Regions from separate parts of the Mus musculus genome. Here regions 1 and 3 are each linked to region 2. Evidence: chromatin contacts called from public promoter capture Hi-C data. All regions are on one chromosome and are shown on one strand. The core of a region is the stretch at or near the end of the contact, and the rest is flanking DNA. Distances in the headings are between cores, read along the strand shown. Region 1 holds the start of 2310001K24Rik (RIKEN cDNA 2310001K24 gene). Region 2 holds the start of Trp53rka (transformation related protein 53 regulating kinase A). Region 3 holds the start of Pard6b (par-6 family cell polarity regulator beta).

Region 1 (3,743 bases), core at 945-3,444, 2.0 Mb before region 2:
GGTCATAGTGGTAAGATTGAAGTTCAAATCCAGGATCTGAAATTTTCCAGTTAGGTTACTTTCTCAGGAAAGCAGTCGCTGAGCGTCTATCAAATGTCAGGTGTGTTCGCACACATTCACAATTAGCTGAGGAGGAAGGGGTCGGTCTTTTTTTTTTTTTCTAAGTATAGCCCAGGCTGTCTCACACTGCCTATGCAACTGAGGATAGTCTTGAACTCTGACCCTCCTGCCTCCACCTCTCAAGTAGTGCCATTATAGGCACCACATCCAGTTCTATGTGGTGTTGGGGTTCAAACCTGTGTGCATGCTACGAAAGCACTCTATCAATTGAGTTTGTATGGCCGGCCTTCATTTGATCCATTTCACAGATAGCTCTGGGGGCTCAGAAAACTGAACTTTGCCAAGGCCACATACACAACGGCAAACAGATTGAGCCACACTTTACACAGCCCCAAAGTTCATGTCTGTTCGACCACACTAGTGTTCTATTCTACAAAGCTGGTAAGTCTTATAAGGAAGAGCTTTACCGGCTGGAGAGATAGCTCAGCAGTTAAGAGCACTGACTGCTCTTCCAGAGGTCCTGAGTTCAATTCCCACAACCACATGGTGGCTCATAACCATCTGTCATGGAATCTGATGCCCTCTTCTGGTGTGTCTGAAGACAGCTATAACGTACTCATATACATTAAATAAATCTTTAAAAGAAAGAAAAGAAGAAAGAAAGAAAAAAAGAAAGAAAGAAAGCGAGCAAGCTTTAGTTCAAGCTACAAGACCATGGTTTGAATCCTGATTCTGACTCTTATTTATCTTCAGGCCTCAGTTCCCTCAGCTAGAAAAGCCAAAGGCACCAAACCGTTTTTAAAATCTCTTCCAGATCCAGTGAGTCACTGCCAGTTCCCTCCCATTAATCAGCATCATGTCTTGGAACAAAACATTAGAATCCATGGCTACCCCTAAACAATTGGCGTGCCAGGCTGCTGGGCTCCTGGTTCATTAGGCCAGATACAGCAACATCTGCCATGTCTGCCTCCTCTGAGCTCATGAAAGGTGGCTGACCTGGAGATCTGGGCAGAAAACACCCACCAAAGAGATCTGGAACAACTACCACCCTTACACTCTATTCTTAGACCAGCCACTACGAGTGGGGAAGGATGAAGGTGGGCCAAGGACAGGGCTCTTCTTCCCTAGGTTCCAGTAGTTTCTCAGACGCCACCAAAGGGCCCATTACTAAAACCTTCACAGGCTTGACAAGGAAAGCCTCGTTAAAACCAAGGTCTGTCAGAAACCTGACTCAGTTGCCCAAAAGAGAAAACCGGGTTTGAAGTAGATTAACAAGAGAGGCAGATTGTCCACAAGCTGGAGACACTCACTAGTCTGAAGCATTAAGCTCACATGGATGGAGCAATTTCATCTTCCAAACTCCCTGTCTAGCTCCAACGGAGTGTTGTGCAATAAACTTACGATGTAAGTGTTTCTAAAGGACTAGGAAAGAAATAAGTGGAGTTTGAGAGATGTCCCAACGAGATCGGCTGGGGTTGTTTTCCTGGGTGACTGCCATGCACTTTAGAGTACTGAGAAAGTCCAAGGAGATCCAGGAGAAAGGTCACCAGAGTGAAAGGTTTCACGCTTGCTTCTACTAACATGGGGCAGGGATGGCAAAAGCTCTTGGGGTGGTGGGTGGGTCTAGAGGTGGTTCTTTAAGTCAACGGTGGGATTTTTGCCACAGTGGTTAAGAGAGGGGTGTCTGACTAGCCGGCAAGAGGAAGGTGACATCTCCCTGAACAGGACAGGGGCAAGCGCCTAACTCTGGGGGCGGGGGAATAGCCGCTCCAATGTACCCACTGTCACTTATAACCCACCCGTCACCGACTCGATCCTCCTATCGGAATGCTCACATACTAGGCGCGAATGTCACTTGCTTTCCCAGGGTCCCAGTGTCGCGACACGCGCGCGGACGCGCCTGTCAAGACAGGGCTCCCTCCCGATGACTCGCCTGCCCCAGCATCCAACTGGCTTCTTGGGGCGCGGGGGCCCGGAGCCCGATGCACTCACACGTTGAGGACGTTGCGCTTGTTGCTGAGGTAGCTCTCGGGCAGCGGGGACAGCTCCTTGACGACCGAGCCCGCCAGCATGGCGGCCACCAGCGCCCAGGGCAGGTGGCGCCGCACCGTCGCCCTCACCAGCGTCCCGCGGAGAAACCACGCGCAGCGCTCCAGGTGCTCCATGCCGGTCCTTCTCGGCTACCGTCCGCCTTCCAGAGCCTTCTCGGCCACCGTCTTACCCTTCGCCCGAGCTGGCACCACCACATCCCCTCTGGGCGCATGCGCGCTTCCTGCAAGCTCCGCCCCCTAGAGGGCGTGTCTCCCTCTAGTGGCCTTGATGGGTCTCTGCAGAGTGCAGGTCTGCATTTACCTGCGCCGCTTCCACTCATCGCCCCCAAGCTACTGGCTGAGATCACTGCAGGCTGCTCTTTGCCTGGGCAACCTGCTCCCCTCATGTTTGTGGGATGGGATTCTCGCTTTCTTTATCTGCAAAACAAACAAGAGACCCACCTTTCTTAAGAGCTAGTTTGGGAGTTCCGTATATTGGGTCAGTTATAGGGTTTTTCAGATGAAATTTCTTTGCAAAGTCATTAATAAATTTAAATCTTATTTACTTGTTTTGTTTTCAGACTGGGTTTCTCCAAGTAGACCTGGCTGACTTGGAACTCATTCTGTATAACCAGGGTGGCCTCGAACTCAGAGATCCCCTAAACTTGACCTCCAGAGTACTGAGATTAAAGTCATGTGCCACTTCGGGTTTTGAGACAAGTAAGGGCACTTGTTGCCAAACCAAATAACCTGGATTCAGTCCTTGGGATCCACATTGTGGAAGGCAACTCCCATAAGTTGCTCTCTCCACATTGTGGAAGGCAACTCCCATAAGTTGCTCTCTCTCTCTCTCTTTCTCTCTCTCTCACACACACACACACACTAAATAAATAAATAAATACAGATAAATAGATAAGTAAATAAATGTAAGAATGAATCAGCTGAAAAAAAAAAGGATGAATCAACTGTGTTGTTGACTGAACATCTTGGGCTCCCAAGGTTTGCAGAGCTCACATGAGGTACTGGTGACTCAGTCACTCAGTTTTGTCCCTTAGCTAAGCTCCTAGCCCGTAATGTTAGGTGTCAAAGTCAGGGCTTCCCAACCATGAGTTATTCCTTAGTGACTGTAGTTTATAGATTAGCACTTTAAAATCAAGGTGAAAACTCAAACCCATCACTTTCTAATTATTTTACTATGTTCTATTATTATTTATGTTCTTGTTTGTCTATTTTGAAACAGGATCTCTTACGTGACCCTGGCTGGCCTGGAACTCACTTTATAGAGAGGGCTGGTTTTGAACCTGTGTTGTCTTCCTGTCTCAGCCTCCCTCTTGGGTGCTGGGATTACAAGCATGTCCCATCACATCTGGTTTATCTATGCCTGAGCCTACCTGTATCCATTGTGCCTCCCGGGAACACCTCTGTGCTCTCTTCTCCCTTCTGTGATATCACACAGGAAGCTTGAAATCAGCCACAATAGAAGTATTTGCACTAAGGAAATTGGCAAGTGCTACAAATCAGGCCTGTGTTCTGTCATCACCTGTCTTCGTTGAGCTGTGACTCCATTTGTCAATGTGTGGTTGAACTGAAATCACAGGTGAACCGTGGAGACAAATGTCCAGTAAAATCAATAACATTGTAAGCATCGGCGAG
Region 2 (3,311 bases), core at 631-3,130:
GCTCAGCCCAAAGTCGATGAGCACGATGTGCAGCTGCGCCAGGGGCCGCCTCAGGAGCATGTTGGAGGTGGTGAGGTCCCCGTGAATGAGGTCTTGGTCGTGCATTCCGGCCAGAACCTGCCCCATCCTCCTGGCCAGGTCCAAGAGGCACTGGGGGTCCTTTTCAGTCTCCATAGTGGATTGGATATAATCCCGAACAGTCACCGAGTCTTCGATTTCTTCCATATATAAGCAGTTAGACGCATAGTCCACAAAGAAGACGACTGGGGCAGCTATCCCTGCAATGGACACACGTGGTTAGGGAACGCATCTTCATGAAGGCCAGCTTCATGCACAGGCAGACAGCTTTGGAACAGGGTTTAGACTACTGTGGAAAATGATACAATTTATCCAGAGCTTGCCCTGTTAAAGCCCTGCAGGACTACGGCCTGAGACCAGGCCAGGGTAAGTCTGGAAGTATCAAGGCTTGCTCCTCCTTTCTCAAGCCACCTGAGGACTGGAATTCATTGCTGCTCCCTAAAAACAAACAAAACAAGAAGCCAGAAGGAAAGCATCCTGCAGTCTGGGCAGTTTCTACCTGACAGTCACCAGGCAAGTGGCTAAGCAGGGTGTCACCTTACAGGCTCATCTGTGCTCTGGAACAGGCAGGTTCAGATCCCTTATTAGGCGTGAAACCTCAAGGTTCCCTTAGCTACTCTATGCCTCAGTCTCCACAACTGTAAAGTGGTAACAAAACCTCCAGTTAACACCAGGAGTCTCTCCTGAATGTCAACCAAGTTCAGAACAGTTTCCTAGAAACTGGGGTACCAAGGTAGCCCCCACCCATGTCTGATAAAACTTACAAAAGGTAAAGGAGAATATATGAACACTTCTTTATAACTCCATTGCCCCTCTAGGGCAGAAAAGCACAGGCCTGTTCACTTCTGCATTTCCCCTGGCTCCTGGCACCTATCAATGTCCTGGCAGTGGGCACCTAAAAACCATTAAAGAGAAAAATAGCAAAGGCTCGGTGGTTCTGGGCCACAGACAGGCTGCCTGGTAGCTGTGGAACCTCAGGCACTTCCCCTCTTTGAGTCTCATTTTCTCTGGAGTAATGTTGTTGTTGTTGTTGTTGTTTTGTGGGGGTGTGGATGTTTTTTAAAGAAAAGAATAACAATTTAATGAAATCAAACATTTACTGAACTATGTCAGCATAAGAACATGTGATGCATATGCCTTCTTTAATGACCACAATATCCCTGAGATTCCGGTGACATACAAGGTAACTGGGCTAGACGACTCGCTGAATGGCTACGAGGGAGACAATGCAGGGAGAATGTGAATCCACAGAGCCCGGCTCCTGCCACCCGCCTGTCAGGACACCTACTGCTTAAGACCACCAAATGGAGAGGGAAGGACGGTAAGCAGAAACAGAGAAATGAGAAACGGAGGGACCCGAGCGCTAAACAAGCCCCGCGAACCAAACAGAATGGCGTCCTGACTGTCGCCTTGAGTCCTTAAGCATTGCCATCTGATCCTGTCCCCTAGAAATCGGAGCCCCGTCTCTCACGTCCCACTGGTCTCCCGCAGCCCTGTCTGTCCCGTCTCCCGGAGCCCCGTCCGGCCCCCCTCACCCGCACGGCGGCAGCGGAGCAGCGCGCGCGCCTCCTGCACTGTCCGCCGCCGGCCGAGCCGCGCCTCCAGCTCCGGGTGCCGGTAGCTCTTCGGGAAGCGGTGCTTCACCACGGCCGCGCGGCCCTGGAAGCGGCCACGGAAGACGCGCGCCTCGGCGCCCTGCTGCACCAGCTCTAGGCCGCTCAGGAAGAGGCGGCTCCGCTCGCGCGCAGCGGCCAGCGCCTCGGCCTCCGCCTCCGAGGACGTGCCAGCCATGCCTCCGACTCCTTCCGACCCTGACCGCGCCGCTTCCGCTCGCTTCGGAAATCCTCCGGCCTCTTCCGCCATTAACACCGCCCCACACAACACACTTCACCCTGCTAGTTTGGTTCCGCCTCGCGACCTTTCCGCGCTCAGCGGAGCCTCTAGGACCTGTAGACTTGGCCCTTCCCTGTCTGTCTTCGTGAGCGCTCAGCAACTTTAGGCCAACAGCTTCTCACTCTTCATCACGGTGATGCTCCGGCTTTGGGACCTTTTTTTTTTTTTTTTTTTTTTTGAGACAGAGTCTCACGGTGTAGCTCAGATTAGCTTTGAACTCGTGTCCCACTTCAGTCTATGGAAACATGCTCTAAGCCGGGAAGGAGGCAGGGACTAGGCGAAGCTTTCTATCCGGAGACGCCACCTGATGCCTGGCACCAGCCTGTCAGCAGCCAGCACCATCCCTCTCAGATCCGGTATCTTCAACTACAGAATGAGGCTGCCTGGTTCTGCTAGGGTGAGGGCTTATCAGAATTAAGAGGCTGATTACGCGGTGCCGGTGGACAGGGCTCTCTTCACATGGCCTTTGACCCCCTTGTCCCTGCCCCACGCTCCTTGGGGCTCTGTTGAAAATACAGAAGAGAAGCCCTTGAGTCCCGGGTTGCTATGGCACCAGCATCTTGGCTCTGTGGTCCCTGGGTTTCGTTCATATTCATGGCAGGTCCCTTTTCATAATCAGACCCTTTGTGTGGGCAAAATGTGTTTTCCAGCAAAGCGCACCCAGAACCCGGTTCGTTTATATCCCCCAGTGCTCAAGTCTGTAGCTTCATTATCATAATTGTTTGTGTCCACCCAGCCGTCTCTATGGTAACCAAACCCATCTGAACCCTTGCCTTAGAAATCTAACTGTGCAAAGGTGCTGACCAAAGCCAGGCTTGCTAAGTCAGGCTGAGTTTAGCTCTTTAAAGCGGCTTCAAACCTTTCAGTGTCTCCCTACTGTGCTAAGAAGAAAGACCTAAACCTTAACTGGGCCCATGGACTCCTGCATCCCTTATAAACCCTCCCCTCTCCAGAATCCCCACCCATCCTCCATGATGCTCCCTCGGCACAGAGCCTTTGCACCTGCTATTTCCTCTGCAGGGAAATGTTTGTCCAGCTCCATATCACCTAGAGCTGCAGGTTATTCTCCACTGCAGGGTCACTTCCCCAGACAAGCCCTTCCTAGCCTCTATGAGGAGAGTGAGTTCAACTGTTATCAGCCCTGGTTTTCTACTTTCCAGACCTGTTTCAGATTCCCTTTGGTTTTGGCCGTTCAACTGCTTGATTGATGACCCACCCACCCCCCAACACACTTTACCCTGCTAGAGTGGTTCCCATCACACAGAGCCCCCCACCCTCCTGCTGTGTAGCTACTCACAAGGCAGGGATTGTATTGCTTCCATCTCTCCCTCAGCACCAAA
Region 3 (3,598 bases), core at 84-2,583, 2.6 Mb after region 2:
AGAGTGGGCAGGAGTGAAGGCCCCTGATCAGCTAGCTCTTCAGCCCTCTGTGGGGTAGGAGGGTCGTCGAGGGAGACTTTCACTTTTCTCCTAGCACCAGCAAGACCAATGGGTAAACAAAACAGAGAGAGAGGCAGCAGCCTCAGTGTGGGGCGCTCAGAGATTAGGAATTGGTGTTGTTACCCCAGGACACAGCTCGGTCACTGGGGGAACAGAACACAGCCCAGAGGCTGGCGTTGGTGCAAACAACAAACGGGCAAGAAATTGCTCCACAGAGAGACGACTTCAGCCTCAGAGGGCGGATGGTGAGGCCCGCAGGGAGCCAGGGCCTGTGGGGACCATCGCAGGCCTCAGCTCCCTGGTCCTCTCCTGATACCCAGGGCACCCTCGGGACAGGGAAGATCTAGAGCAGTGGTTCTCAACCTTCCTAATGCTGTGACCTCGCATTCTGATGACCTCCAGCCATAAAATGATTTTCCTAGCTACTTAACTGTAATTTTGCTACTGTTATGAATCGCAATGTAAATATCTGTGTTTTAGGTCTCAGGTGACCCCGGAGGAAGAGTCGTCCTGGGGTCAAGAGCCCACAGGTTGAGAAGCGCTGATTGAGACGAAAGTGCAGTTTCCAGGCCTAGACATCCCCCCACCCCCGACCCCCAAGCTTCTCCCTCTAATGACTGCTGCAGAGGCGGGAAAACTTGAAACTCTTTCCACAATAGTTTCAGGGGGCCGCCAAGAAGCCGCAGCATGGGGGGGGGCTCAGGCCGAAGAGGGGCCCCAGATGCCCAGTCACCCCACATCATCACGGCAAGGGAACGGCTGTACACACATTCCAAGCAGGTGACTAGGGCGCGTTAAAGATACGGGCGCTCCCGACCCGACCCAGCCGGCGAAAACGCTCGCGCGCATGCGCAAAATACACACCCTCCTGAACGGCAGTCCAGGTGCGCTCGCGCTTCCGGCCGGCCTTCCCCATCGCCTTCTCGGGGCGGAAACTCTACAGCCGGCGCATGCGTCCTACTGCTCCCCCGGCTCAATCCAGAGAGGCCCCAGAGCTTCAGGTGATCCCGCCCCTCCCTCGCAAGGCAGGACCAATCGCGAGGGCTGTGGGCGGGGCTTCCCAACCACGAGGCCCGCCCACGGGCCGCGCGAGCCCCGCAGGCTGCGTGCCGATTGGCTGACGCCGCGGGCGCAGGTGCGCGCTTCCCATTGGGTGTGGGCGGAGCGCAAGCCGCGCGCCGAAGCTGCAGGTGAGCGCGCGCACGTGCCGCGGCCGCGGCCCAGCTCGGTGCACGAGCGCGCGGGCGCGCGTCCGCGGGGGAGGCAGCGGATAAGGGAGGCTGCGGCGGCTGTAGGGCTGTGCTCCGCCCTCTCCTCACCGCCGCGGCCGCCGCCGCCCCCGAGCCTCGCTGGGAGGGACCGGTGTCCCCGCCTGCTGCACTGGCAGTCCGACCCTCAGGCCGCCGCGGAGCAGCCGGCACTGCGCTGCGGGGAGGACCTCAGCAGGTGCCGTGACGAGGCGCCGTGCGGCGCTTCGAGTCCCGAGCCCGCGCTCCGCGGCCCCGCCGCCCGCGCTCCCGAGGGCCGGCCCCCGACGAGGCCGCCGGCGGCCGGGCACTCAGCATGAACCGCGGCCACCGGCACGGGGCGAGCAGCGGCTGCCTGGGCACCATGGAGGTGAAGAGCAAGGTGCGCGGCCGGGCGGGGCAACGGGGGCGAGGGCCGGTGGGATGGTCGACGCGGGGCTGCCCCGTGAGGACGCAGAGTGGCGGGATGGTGGACCTCGGCTGCCCCTGTGGGAACGCGGGCGGAGGGCGAGCTGCTGGCCGAAGCACGTAGGAGAGAAACTTGGTGGAGCGCGGCGATGTGAGGCGTTTGCGTCTGCTCCGCAGCACAGCCCCTGTTTTCTATCCTTCATATTCCCGCCTTGCTTTTAGGGTGGGATGAGGATCGCTCCAGTGCAAGGTGATGGGATAACTTTGGGGGATCCCTTCACCCCGGGCACGAGCCAGAGGCTTTCGGAACACCTTGTTGTCTTCTCGTATAACCTTTTATTGGGGCTCGGGGGTACATCGAGTGGAGGAGAGCTCTTTTTCCAGCCCTAACTTTGGTATGCGTCTAATCTATGAAATTAGCGCTATCGCCTTACTCTGGTGCTGCGCTTGACAATTTGAGACGCTGCTGTTTTCATTCCGACTCTTCATTCGGAATGCTTTCCCCCTTGGCGGATCTGCCAGTCTTCTGTTAGTGACTTCAGTGTCGGTGGGATTCCTCAATCCCAAGGCCGGGTGAGCAGAGTAGCCCGTGGGGATTAGCTGGAGAATGCCGTCTTCCAAAAGGGGCTTTTCAGATGGAATCTGAAGGTGATCCGTAGCCACCGGAACATGTCGCCAAGCTTCTCCTGACTTTGAACGGCCAGGAGGGGCAGGATTATGTAGCCTGGTTCTCGGAGAGTTCTGAAATGATAAGAAACCCTGCTTTTAAAGGGTGTGACTTCCCCCAAACTCGGCTGTAGGACCAGGTCTTGCCGATGGCTTTTTACTGAGCAACTTGTAAAACGGTGGTAGAGGGCATTGCTGACCGTGAGAATTTAGAGCAAAATTGTGGCTAGACACACAGAAGGAGCGGTGTATCGAACACCCACTGCAAAAATAAGAAGCGTGGTGGTTAAGGGACCCCTGGGGGAATGTCGGTCCGGGAAGTGGGGTGAGTGAGGAAAGCTACCTGGAGCCTTTGTGGTTCCTGGGCTTGAGAGCAAAGTTCTGTAACTAAGAATCACAGATCTACATTTGCTTTTAATTTGGGGGGATTTTTGTTTGTTTGTTTTCTTTTTGTTTTTTTGCTTTGTTGTTTTGTTTGTAATCTCCTCTAACTATTGAGACTAGAACTAGAGAGTGCCAGACACAGTCTTAATGGAGGAGTGGGAGGAATTTATATATCAGATAGGAACTAGATTGAAACACAGGTCTGTGTAATAATAACAGGACTGTTGGTGTTAGAGAGATGGCACTGCATTTATGAATGTACGCTGCTCTTGCAGGACACCCAAGCTCAGTTCGCCGCACCCCTGCCGAGCAACACACACCTGTAACTTTCTTTAAATTTACTATTTTACATGTATAAATGCCTGCCTGTATGTCTGTGTACCACCTGAATGCCTGGTGCTCTAGGAAGCCAGAATCCCAGAGGGAGTCAAGTCGGATCCCCTGGACCTGAAGTTAAAATAGTGAGCTACCTTGTGGGCGCTGACCCAAACCCAGAGCCTCTGAGTGAGCTGTGTTGCATTTAACCACCGAGCCTTCTCTCCAGTTCCAGAACATCTGGTGCTCTGGCTTCCCATGGCACCGACACATGGCATACATAGACGGAGCTGCCGGCATACACATAATTGTTTTAGAGTAAAACTGTATGATAGTTTAAGGAACACACCCTTCCTGGCTGGGTTCTGCACAACAGCAAATAAAGTGACTTGTTAGTATAGGGAGATGACTGACTCCAGAAATGTCTGTCTTTTTCTCTAACCATTTGTAGCTGTCAACACACAAGCTTTCTCCTGGCATCTCTTTGTAGTTTGGCTTGTGGGACTTGAGGTGAGGAA

The links. Promoter capture Hi-C pulls out the DNA fragments that hold promoters and counts their contacts.
Region 1: a promoter capture Hi-C map of pre-B cells shows a contact between it and region 2, with 2.8 times the contacts expected there. The contact joins the promoter of 2310001K24Rik here to the promoter of Trp53rka in region 2. A contact is called at or near these places in 2 of 39 promoter capture datasets (liver and pre-B cells).
Region 3: a contact with region 2 is called in a promoter capture Hi-C map of pre-B cells, with 4 times the contacts expected there. The contact joins the promoter of Pard6b here to the promoter of Trp53rka in region 2. A contact is called at or near these places in 2 of 39 promoter capture datasets (liver and pre-B cells).

Annotation. Positions count from the first base shown.
Region 1 is chr2:163,470,351-163,474,093 of GRCm38.p6, forward strand. It overlaps 2310001K24Rik (RIKEN cDNA 2310001K24 gene), which reads left to right and starts at 2,195. Exons shown (of 1, transcript NR_028122.1): 1 at 2,195-2,653. Fitm2 (fat storage-inducing transmembrane protein 2) reads right to left here and starts at 2,279. Exons shown (of 2, transcript NM_173397.4): 1 at 2,053-2,279. The coding sequence starts at 2,225.
Region 2 is chr2:165,491,434-165,494,744 of GRCm38.p6, forward strand. Trp53rka (transformation related protein 53 regulating kinase A) reads right to left here and starts at 1,881. Exons shown (of 2, transcript NM_001007581.1): 1 at 1,614-1,881; 2 at 1-278. The coding sequence starts at 1,869.
Region 3 is chr2:168,079,671-168,083,268 of GRCm38.p6, forward strand. Pard6b (par-6 family cell polarity regulator beta) reads left to right here and starts at 1,334. Exons shown (of 3, transcript NM_021409.2): 1 at 1,334-1,689. The coding sequence starts at 1,624. Gm39990 (a long non-coding RNA gene) reads right to left here and starts at 1,056. Exons shown (of 2, transcript XR_867010.1): 1 at 830-1,056; 2 at 1-90.